Regions from separate parts of the Mus musculus genome. Here all the other regions are linked to region 2. Evidence: chromatin contacts called from public promoter capture Hi-C data. All regions are on one chromosome and are shown on one strand. Each heading gives the region's core, a stretch centred on a gene start, on an enhancer-like site or on the middle of the called end of the contact. The rest is flanking DNA. Distances are from core to core; before and after follow the strand shown. Region 1 holds the start of Ap3b1 (adaptor-related protein complex 3, beta 1 subunit). Region 2 holds the start of Dhfr (dihydrofolate reductase). Region 3 holds the start of Vcan (versican).

Region 1 (3,183 bases), core at 176-2,675, 2.0 Mb before region 2:
AAGTTCCAGTTTGAGGCCAACCTGAGCTACAGAACAAGATTGTCTCTAACCACCTTCCCCACCAATTATTATTTTAGTTACACCTCTTAATATCCATAAAACTATCAACCAAGTTTCCTTACCTTAAGTGGGTAGAATCTAGTGATAGTCTATTATGTTTTACTATACTGCGTAACAATAAGAGAACAAAAATTTAAAAAGAATGTGTAATGGCATGGTGGTGTGTGCACTGGAGTAGCAGAGGCAGGAGGATTTCTCTGAGTTTCAGGCTAGCCTGCTCTACCTAGTGAGTTCCAGGCCAGCCAAGGTTACACAGTGAGACCCTGTCAGAAAGAAAAGGGAGGGGAACGACAAATAATCTAAGTTGTCATAATTCTGTACATTTATCCACAGCCCATCAACACGCCAAAATGTAAAACCCAAACTAAAACAGAACCCGCTAAGGATGTTTTCAATTCTTGGCGGTATTTGACGCGAACCATAAGTAACTTTTTACAAAAATCAGTATACACGGTTGGTGCTTATTTTTAAAATTCATACTATTTGTAAAGAACTAGAACTGGGTTTGGTTCACAACAACACTCTATTTAAATATTATCTCAGTGCTTCAGTGGGGGCGGGGAAGTACCCTGGTGCAAAGATCATCACATGAAAAACGCCAAAGGTGGTAGAAAAAATAAGTTTGTCATTTATACAAAACCCCCAAACCACCGCTTAGTCCCTACATTATAGGGTCCCAATAAGCAGCAGGCCCACTCCCCACTCCCTTCCCCAAATACCCTCGTCACCTTTAAATAAATGACTTTCTCGAGGTCTGATCCTGTAGACCTCAAATTCACTAGAAGTTCAAAATTCAAACTCCTGTGCGCAGCCCAGATCAACTCAGTCAACGGTTTGGGAAGTGGAACCTCGGCTCACCAACTGGTTTGCTTTTTCCCCCCCACACACACCAAAGTTTGAAGACCACAGGCGCCGCCTTGGGCGTCCCCAGACGTCCCCAACAAGCCCCGCACCCGGCGGGGCCACCCCCACCCACCCACCCACCGACCCACCGCAGCGGGGGCGGCAGGGAGGTTCCCCAGGAACCGAGAGCAGCCCGGGCGGCCGCCTCGCGTCCCGGCAGCGCTCCCGCACCCCGAACCCCGGTCCTCACTTCTTCCAATCGCTGCTGAAGAGGCCGAAGGCGCCCGAGGGAGAGATGGTCGAGGTGGCCTCCTGCCCGAGCTCCGCCGCCTCCCCTCCTCCCGACTGCTCGTTGTAGGCGAAACTGTTGCTAGACATCGCGGGCGGTGCTGGCCAGCAGGCGGGTGCGGGAGAGAGCGTGCGGGGTCCTCTACGGATGGCTGGCGTTCGGAGGACACCGAACCAAACTAGTTCTGGGGCGGAGGGGGCGCGCGCCGGCGCTTCCGGGCTCGTCACTGCTCCGGCTGACCGGGCGGCCCACCCCCTGCGCGTGCGCACTGTGTCCGTGCGGGCCCGCGCCTGCCGCTCCCGGTGCGCTAGATTGTCGCGCTCCGGGTGTTAGGGGCTGCCGGGAAGCTACACTCGGGACCCTTAACAGGAAGCTGGGGTTTTGCACCGGGTCAGCCGGAGAGTCGTGGGCACGTAAAGAACTGGATATGAGGCCCTTGGATGCGTTTTGGTGGAGGAGATCTCAGATCCTCCAGGGTTCGTTGCTTCTCTTCTGCTGTCCACTGATCGCTCCCCGATGGCTCCTGAAACGCGGTGCACAGGTCGGAAGAACTTGGCTTCAGCGGCCACAAGCTCTCAGCCCTCGAGGCTGGCTTCCGCCCCTCTCACAGCCAGAGTGGCCTGACGTTCTAGACGTGAAAGCTCCTCCTTCGGAGGAGGCTTTCAGGATCTGCGCGGAGGCGATCATCCGCCTGCAAGCTTTGCCTAAGTTTTTCCTGGGGCCCGAGGTTCTTACTTGAAGTTCGAGGCTTGCGTCCTGCCCGCAGTCAGCTGCCGCGAGCTAAGCCTGGGCCAGAAGCTGGAGTGCGCTCTCCTCCGAGCGCCGCCTGCTTCCACTCTTGGGCAAGTGGCTTTCCAACAACACCTAAGCAGCAAGATGGGATGGTTTCTGGCTGCAGAACTGCAACCCTTCTGTCCCGGGCAGCTTTCCAAGAGGACCCTCACCAGCCTCCCTGGTGACTACCGTTCCTTCGTTCCTCTTTCCCTACACATGCGGTCCAGAAAGGACTGAATACCTGCAGCCCTGCAGCAAATCACCAAAACCCAAGGGTAGCACCAGGCAAACACCAAGGTCCCACCAAGATTTCTCGACTTGACTGAAAGATTGCGTTGTCTCTCGGAAAACACGCTCCTCCTTAGTGCTAGGAGAGAGAGGAGCAATCAGCCTCCAAACTGACCAAACGTTGGCGGTTAATTAGCTTTTCAATACACCTATCCAGACAGTGTTCGAGCATCGCAAATATGTTTCTTCCCAGTGTTGATGATATTGATAGATTTGTAGAATCTCTCCTACGACTGACTGATCGATGGTGATGATACATAACAAGGTGTTATATGATGCTTAGCTTATACCCCAGACACTATACTAAGTGGTGTGCATGGATAAATTCATTTACTACGGGAAGACACTAGGCTTTGCTTATTTTGTCAAGTAATGACAATGTGAACACATCCTCAGTACAAAATATACCTGAGTATATAATTGTTTTTATTTTGGAATGTAAACGCTTTTACTAGATATTCTAAATTGCTCTCCTACCATTTACGTATGAGAGGGATTTCCTCACATTCTCATAATTTTGTCATAATGTGATATAGATTTTTGTGTTCTAATTAATTTTTATATTCATGTTGATAATGAATATGATTATCTTTCATGTGAGTTTTTTTTTCACATGGACATGTTAATCCAATTTATCTTGAATAGTTCATTTTCTTTTTATTATTATTTTATTAGGTATTTTCTTTTTTTTAAGATTTATTTATTTATTATATGTAAGTACACTGTAGCTGTCTTCAGACACTCCAAAAGAGGGCATCAGATTTCGTTACGGATGGTTGTGAGCCACCACATGGTTGCTGGGATTTGAACTTGGGACCTTTGGAAGAGCAGTCAGCACTCTTAACCACTGAGCCATCTCACCAGCCCAGATATTTTCTTTATTTACATTTCAAATGCTATCCCGAAAGTTCCCTATACCCCCCCAGAGG
Region 2 (3,013 bases), core at 39-2,538:
TCCCACCGTGTCTTCCTAAAGCCAACAGATTTAAATTATTTTTAGCCTCTTCTCCCCTGCATTTTTCTCCATTTACTCAAGTCTTCTGTCTTTCAGTAACAATTCTAAATACCGGCTCAGGTCTCTATTCAAAGTGCTAAATTTTGCTGCCGATTCTGCCCAGTTATATTCGAGCTATATGCACTTGCTAACAAAATTTCAAACATAGAGTATTCTAAGAGGATGTTTAATAAAATCTGGGAATCGCACAAAAATTTCTAGCAAGAAACAGAGATCCCAGATTCCCAGGGGAGACTTTCTACTCATACCTCTACCATGTAAATCTTGCTTCAAGCAAACATAATTCTCATGACTTAATTACTCTACATTACCTTCCACTGAAGAGGTTGTGGTCATTCTTTGGAAGTACTTGAACTCGTTCCTGAAAGTTAGAGAAACAGTTAACCCGTCATGTATGCTCAGGCTCCATTCAGCGACGAAAGGTGCAAGTCCGGTGTGGGTGTGGGGGGTGGTGTTGCTGCCCGCTCAAGGACAGGACTTTGCTCCCGGCCAGGGAGCCTGTGAGCAAAGGCTGGCACAGCAGGGGGATCACCGCGGGAACCGGTAGCTTGGTCTCTGGCTGAGGCCGGTAGGCCTACCGCTCACGCCCGTCCCGCGCGTCCAAGCCAAGTGCATGACCCTACTCAGTGAACCGCCTCAGTTTCCCGAGCCCAGCCCGGCCAATACCTGAGCGGAGGCCAGGGTAGGTCTCCGTTCTTGCCAATCCCCATATTTTGGGACACGGCGACGATGCAGTTCAATGGTCGAACCATGATGGCAGCGGGGATAAAATCCTACCAGCCTTCACGCTAGGATTGCCGTCAAGTTTGGCGCGAAATCGCAGCCCTGAGCTGTGTACCACTTGCGCAGCTTAGGCCCCGCCCCCACCAAGGCCCGCCGCGCATCCTATTTGTGCAGCTAAGGCTCCGCCCCTACCAAGGCCCGCCGCGCATCCTATTTGTGCAGCTAAGGCCCCGCCCCCACCAAGGCCCGCCGCGCATTCTATTTGTGTAGCTAAGGCTCCGCCCCCAAGGCCGGTCCCGCACAGGTTGAGGCGTGCGCGCGCGCAGGCGCGAGAAAGTGCGGCCGCGCGCTCGCGCTCCTAGCAGGCCGGCTCTTCTGCACACTGCAATGCCCCGCGGGAAATCCGCGTCGGGAGGCTCTACTGCCGCCGGCCCAGGCCCGGGGAGGCAAACGGTTCTAAGCCGGTTCTTCAGGTCTGCGGGAAGCCTAAGATCCAGCGCGTCCTCCACGGAGCCAGCAGAGAAGGTAAAGTACGGCTCCGCGGCGCCCCTAGCGTCCACCTAGGCGAAGGCCGTCCCGGGCGGGTTCTGTCTGGGACGGGGCGGAGCTAGAGGGCGGGGTGGGGCCGGACCGCTAGGGGCGGGGTCAGGGTGGGGCGGGTGCGTAGCCGTCGTGGCCGGAAGCGGAGGCCTTATGGAGAGCTTATTAATGGTGGGTAGGGCTAAGGGGCGGGGCCAGGGAAGGCTTAAGGTGGCGGCTTCTTCTGGTCCTTGTTTTAGTTGACTTTTTTACCCGACCAGCGGTAATAGATTTGAGGTCTTGGTGCTTCCAGTCGGTAGCCGGAACCCGAGCCAGAAACTTCTATCGTGGTGAATGGCGAGGACTGGCCGGCCGGCCCAGGATGCGTTTTTTAACCTCTGTTCTTCATTCTTTCCTTTACATTTTCCCTACTGTATTGATGGTTGAAGAGGAGCTTTATTTACATATGCTTGCTTGGCTGACTAGAAGAAAGCTGTCATTAAGGCTAGTTTCTCAGAATTCAAAACCATGTGCTCTGTCTTTCTGATCCCCGTGCCAGAATATCGTTTTACTGTACAGATTTCCAGTGTAAGCATTTAGATGGATGAAGTTTCTGTACATGCTTATAGTTGGCTACTTCCTGTTGCTTGCAGCCCATCAGATAGTTCAAAGCAAAGCAAAGAGAAACAAAACCAAAACCCCATCGTGATACTGCCACAAACACAGGCCCAAGGATGTTTCCCACACTAGCTGGCAATGTGTCACACTTGTTCAGGGTGAGTTAAGGCCTCGGTCATTTCCCAGACTGAAGATGTAGAAGGTGATTGTAACGGGCATCTCCTGTATTTTACTGCAGTTGCAAATCAGTTTAAGAATCTTAACCCATTTCATTTATATTTCTTTCCAATACTGACTAATGCTCTACTCTCTCTTTTTAAGGCTTTTTTTTTATTTCTGTACATTCACTAAGATTCATTTTGCACTCACCACTGAGAGGATATTAGGCAAAAGTTTTAAGTTTTTCATAGATTATCTGCCAACAGATAGTCTCAGGACATCTTTTAATAGTGAATGGAAGCTTTGAAACAGGAAATACATTGGTCGTTTATTACTCCTCTTCCTTCTATAATTTTGCATTTTGAAAATAGATTTTTTAAAATTGATCTTGTAGAAGTATTTTATTTAACATATGAGTAGGAAAGTAGAGAATTCCACATAATTTTAGTAGAATGTGAGGTAATGAGAGACTGTTCCTGCCAGTTTCTGTCTCTGATGGCAAAAACAGTCACCCCCAACAGCCTTTTCAGAGTAAAAAGTAGAGTGGCAGGCAGGAACTTACTATCATTCTGCAGCAAGGTTAAATAACTCCAGAGACTTCAAGCTTTAGAATAGTGTTAATACACCATTTCCAACCTTCCCGATACAGGTGACAGAAGGTGACAGCAGGAAGAGGTCACTGGGAAATGGTGGGCCCACTAAGAAAAAAGCAAGGAAAGTTCCAGAGAAGGAGGAAGAAAACATCTCAGTAGCAGCTCACCACCCTGGTGAGTGCCAGAGACTAAGTATTCTCAGCTGCTGGCTTCCCCAGAAGGCAGAGGGGATCATGGGAGTGCTGAGCTTTGTTTTCCTGTGTAGGGAAGGAGCCCTGCTGCTCCTCAGCTGCTGGTTGAGAGGCTAGGCCCACAGAGGAGCTCAGTTCTCTTAGTAGTTC
Region 3 (2,896 bases), core at 82-2,581, 2.6 Mb after region 2:
GGATGAAATTGTACTGATAATCCTACCACATGTTTATCACTTAAGATCTATGATCATATTGAATCTACAAACCTTAGAAAAGGAGCCCACATGCAGAAGGGTCTAGGTTACAACTTTAGAACTGTGGTTGGCAGCCAATCTAATTAAAGAAATCCAGGGTAAAGACAAACTCTCTGCGTTAATCACTACCGTTTCTGAAGCCCTGTGTTTGATGTCATTCTCTAAGCAAAACATTCAGAGTCAATAATTACAAGGATATTTCCATATTGGTGTAGGAGGAAAAGTTTGTAATTGTTTCAGTACCCTGAGAGTTACTTCGACATGTCTTGCGAACTTATTTTGTCCTCTCTCTAGAAACTCATACTAGACTTCAACGTAACGGAAAATTCAAAGTCGCCCTTTTGTGAGGGTCAGAAATCCTTTGTATTAACTGTTTGACCCTTTGCTCTTTAAGGTCCTAATGGAGTCTTTTGTGATTCAGTGAAGGGTGTGCTTCTCTATATTGATGTTGTTTACATCGATGGATAAGCCTGAGTAGGGGAAAAAAAAAATTGCGAACGTGAAAGATTCCATTTCCAGACAACATGGAAAGACTGGTAAGTCAAAGAAATCTGAGTTAGGCAGAAAATTCTGCAAGATATCCTGTGAAAGACAGAGGTATGGAAGAAGGAAGGAAGCGAAATACATTTAAGGAAAGACGCGGATTTGTGTCAGAGAAAGGATTCTCTTTGAATGGGACAAGGGATTGCTTGGGGGGATTTCCTGTCCAACCCTTTATTGCCAGGGTCTTTGTGTAGGGCCTGATGCCGCGGGCTCCCCATTGGGCAGTTCCCTAGGGAGAGCAGTCACGAAAAGCTTTTGCGTCTCCCTGGGGCTTGGGATCTCACTTTCTCAGTATCTCTTTCAGGTTGGCAGGAGCATTGAGCCTGACACCTCTTCTGATGGGACGAGCAAGCTCCGTGGTCGCATTAAACACATTATACGCAAGTTCTTGGCTGATGTTATAGAGTCCCGTCCGCTCCTAAGGACTGACCATACTTAATTGCTCTGTGCTTGCTGGCCGCAGCAGAGCCTGGGGACTCCTTTCCCCTAATTCAGAAGTAGCAGCCCAGGGCGGGGAAGAGGGGGTGGGGTGGGGATGGGTGGGAAGGCAGTTGTTTGAGACTGCACAGCGAGGTGGTACCGAGTCGTTGAATGAGGAGCACGGATTCCCCCCACCCCCAGCCGATTGGTACTTCTCATCAGGAAGAAACGCTGAGAGGTGGGAGTGCCTGGCCAGGGAGGCAGGCGGTCCCTACCGCAGGCTGAGGGAGCTCCTTTCCGCCCCTCCGCCTGTTTCCAAGCTTGGGCTCTTTGGAGTGACTGAGCTACGGAGCTCTTCAGGAGCCTGTGAATGAACCCTCCTCCTCCTCTCCCTCCTCCTTCTCGCTGAGTCTCCTCCTCGGCTCTGACGGTACAGTGATATAATGACGGTGGGTGTCACAACCCGCATTTGAACTTGCAGGCGAGCTGCCCCGAGCCTTTCTGGGCGAAGAACTCAAGGAGCGCGGGCGCAGCAGCTGTGAGCATTAGGTGCTGTGGCCAAGCGCTGGGACAAGGATCTGCCGCTACCAGCGCATCCTCTCTCCTCTCCAGCTCTGTCCCGCACTCGCTGCACCCTTCCCCAGGCCACCGCGCTTCCTATGTGATCTTCCGGGGCAACGCGGAGCCCTTTCTCACAGCTCAGCAGTGAATTTCCACCCCGAAAACTGCAGTAAGCCGCCTTTCAAGGTAATCACTTTTCTTTTGTTCCCCCATTTAAAAGAAAGAGGGAAAACTTGTTGGGAAAAGAAAACCGTCCAGCTTAGTAGGGGGAAAGACTCACATTGTAATTGGAAGAGGGCTTTAATTAAAGCCAAGAGGACTAGCTGTAAGGCGAAGTTAGAAAAATGTGCGCACTTTCAAACATGAAGGTAACTTGTTAAAGAGATGAATTCAGATAGACCTTGGTGCTGAAAAAGAGCTAGACAAAAGAAGTCCGGGGTGGGGTAGAGGAAAAGGACAAACCGAATAGGGGGAAGGGATTTTGTAGCGAAATCCTAGAAAAGTCCTGCTATCTTGAGTTGGAGGAATGGAATGGACTCCTCACACCTTGATTTTGTTCTCTTTAAAGTGGTCGAGGCAAAAGTTTGAATGGAGAGTCCCCAAACTTGCCCAAATGCAAGCCCCTGAAACCACCTTAGGGCAGACCACCTGGTTTCCTGGCTCCGTGTGTGTGGTCAGTATCTTTGGTTCCTGGAAAGTCACCTCTGGGCAGCTCCTGACAAGGCAGCAGGATACTTTAGCGGCCCAGGACCTGCACGGACATGACCCTTTCCCCCAACCCCTCAGGCAATGTGGGAGGCTATCTGGCAGGGGTTGGGTAGGGTCCTGGGGCTGCTTTTCTTTGATGACTTGAGGGCTGTCAAAGCTCTCTCACGTTGCCCCTGTGTTCTTTTGTCCTGCGCGTGGTGCTCCCGAGCCAGCCGGGAAGGCGCATTGGATGGGGGTGGGGTTGTTGGAACACCGTAGAGGTCTGGGAGGCTCCTGGGCGGGAAAGCTTTCCCTGAACTGGAGGGGTGTGCAGTATCTCCCCCCTCGCTCTGGAAAACGAAATGAAGGCTTGTCCCCCAATCTTTACTAGCAAACCAGGACCCATAGATTCTCCAGACAAAGGTGGCGTGGAGACTCGAGTTGGGGACCAATTGGTGCAGTCTTCTCGCCTGGATTACAGCAGTCCTCTGTTCCCTTCTGTATCTTCATCCGCTCCCATTTCTCCACTTGAGTTGAGCAACTTTACGGGCTGGTGGAGTGGTTGTGGAGAGTGCGTGCCGGGTTTCCCCGGGGACGCCCTGGCTGAGAAAGTCCTACTGCCCTG

What was found. Promoter capture Hi-C pulls out the DNA fragments that hold promoters and counts their contacts.
Region 1: a promoter capture Hi-C map of pre-B cells shows a contact between it and region 2, with 2.8 times the contacts expected there. The contact joins the promoter of Ap3b1 here to the promoter of Dhfr in region 2. A contact is called at or near these places in 1 of 39 promoter capture datasets (pre-B cells) and 2 of 484 Hi-C or Micro-C datasets (CD4 T cells and CD8 T cells).
Region 3: a promoter capture Hi-C map of pre-B cells shows a contact between it and region 2, with 5 times the contacts expected there. The contact joins the promoter of Vcan here to the promoter of Dhfr in region 2. A contact is called at or near these places in 1 of 39 promoter capture datasets (pre-B cells) and 1 of 115 datasets of contacts at active chromatin or transcription factors (astrocytes).

Annotation. Positions count from the first base shown.
Region 1 is chr13:94,357,202-94,360,384 of GRCm38.p6, reverse strand. It overlaps Ap3b1 (adaptor-related protein complex 3, beta 1 subunit), which reads right to left and starts at 1,425. Exons shown (of 27, transcript NM_009680.3): 1 at 1,154-1,425. The coding sequence starts at 1,281. It overlaps Gm9776 (predicted gene 9776), which reads left to right and starts at 1,462. Exons shown (of 1, transcript NR_045619.1): 1 at 1,462-3,183.
Region 2 is chr13:92,353,058-92,356,070 of GRCm38.p6, reverse strand. It overlaps Dhfr (dihydrofolate reductase), which reads right to left and starts at 1,288. Exons shown (of 6, transcript NM_010049.3): 1 at 727-1,288; 2 at 372-421. The coding sequence starts at 812. It overlaps Msh3 (mutS homolog 3), which reads left to right and starts at 1,068. Exons shown (of 24, transcript NM_010829.2): 1 at 1,068-1,308; 2 at 2,729-2,846. The coding sequence starts at 1,171.
Region 3 is chr13:89,740,947-89,743,842 of GRCm38.p6, reverse strand. Vcan (versican) reads left to right here and starts at 1,331. Exons shown (of 15, transcript NM_001081249.1): 1 at 1,331-1,770. All of the region lies in intron 1 of Gm4117 (a long non-coding RNA gene), which reads right to left.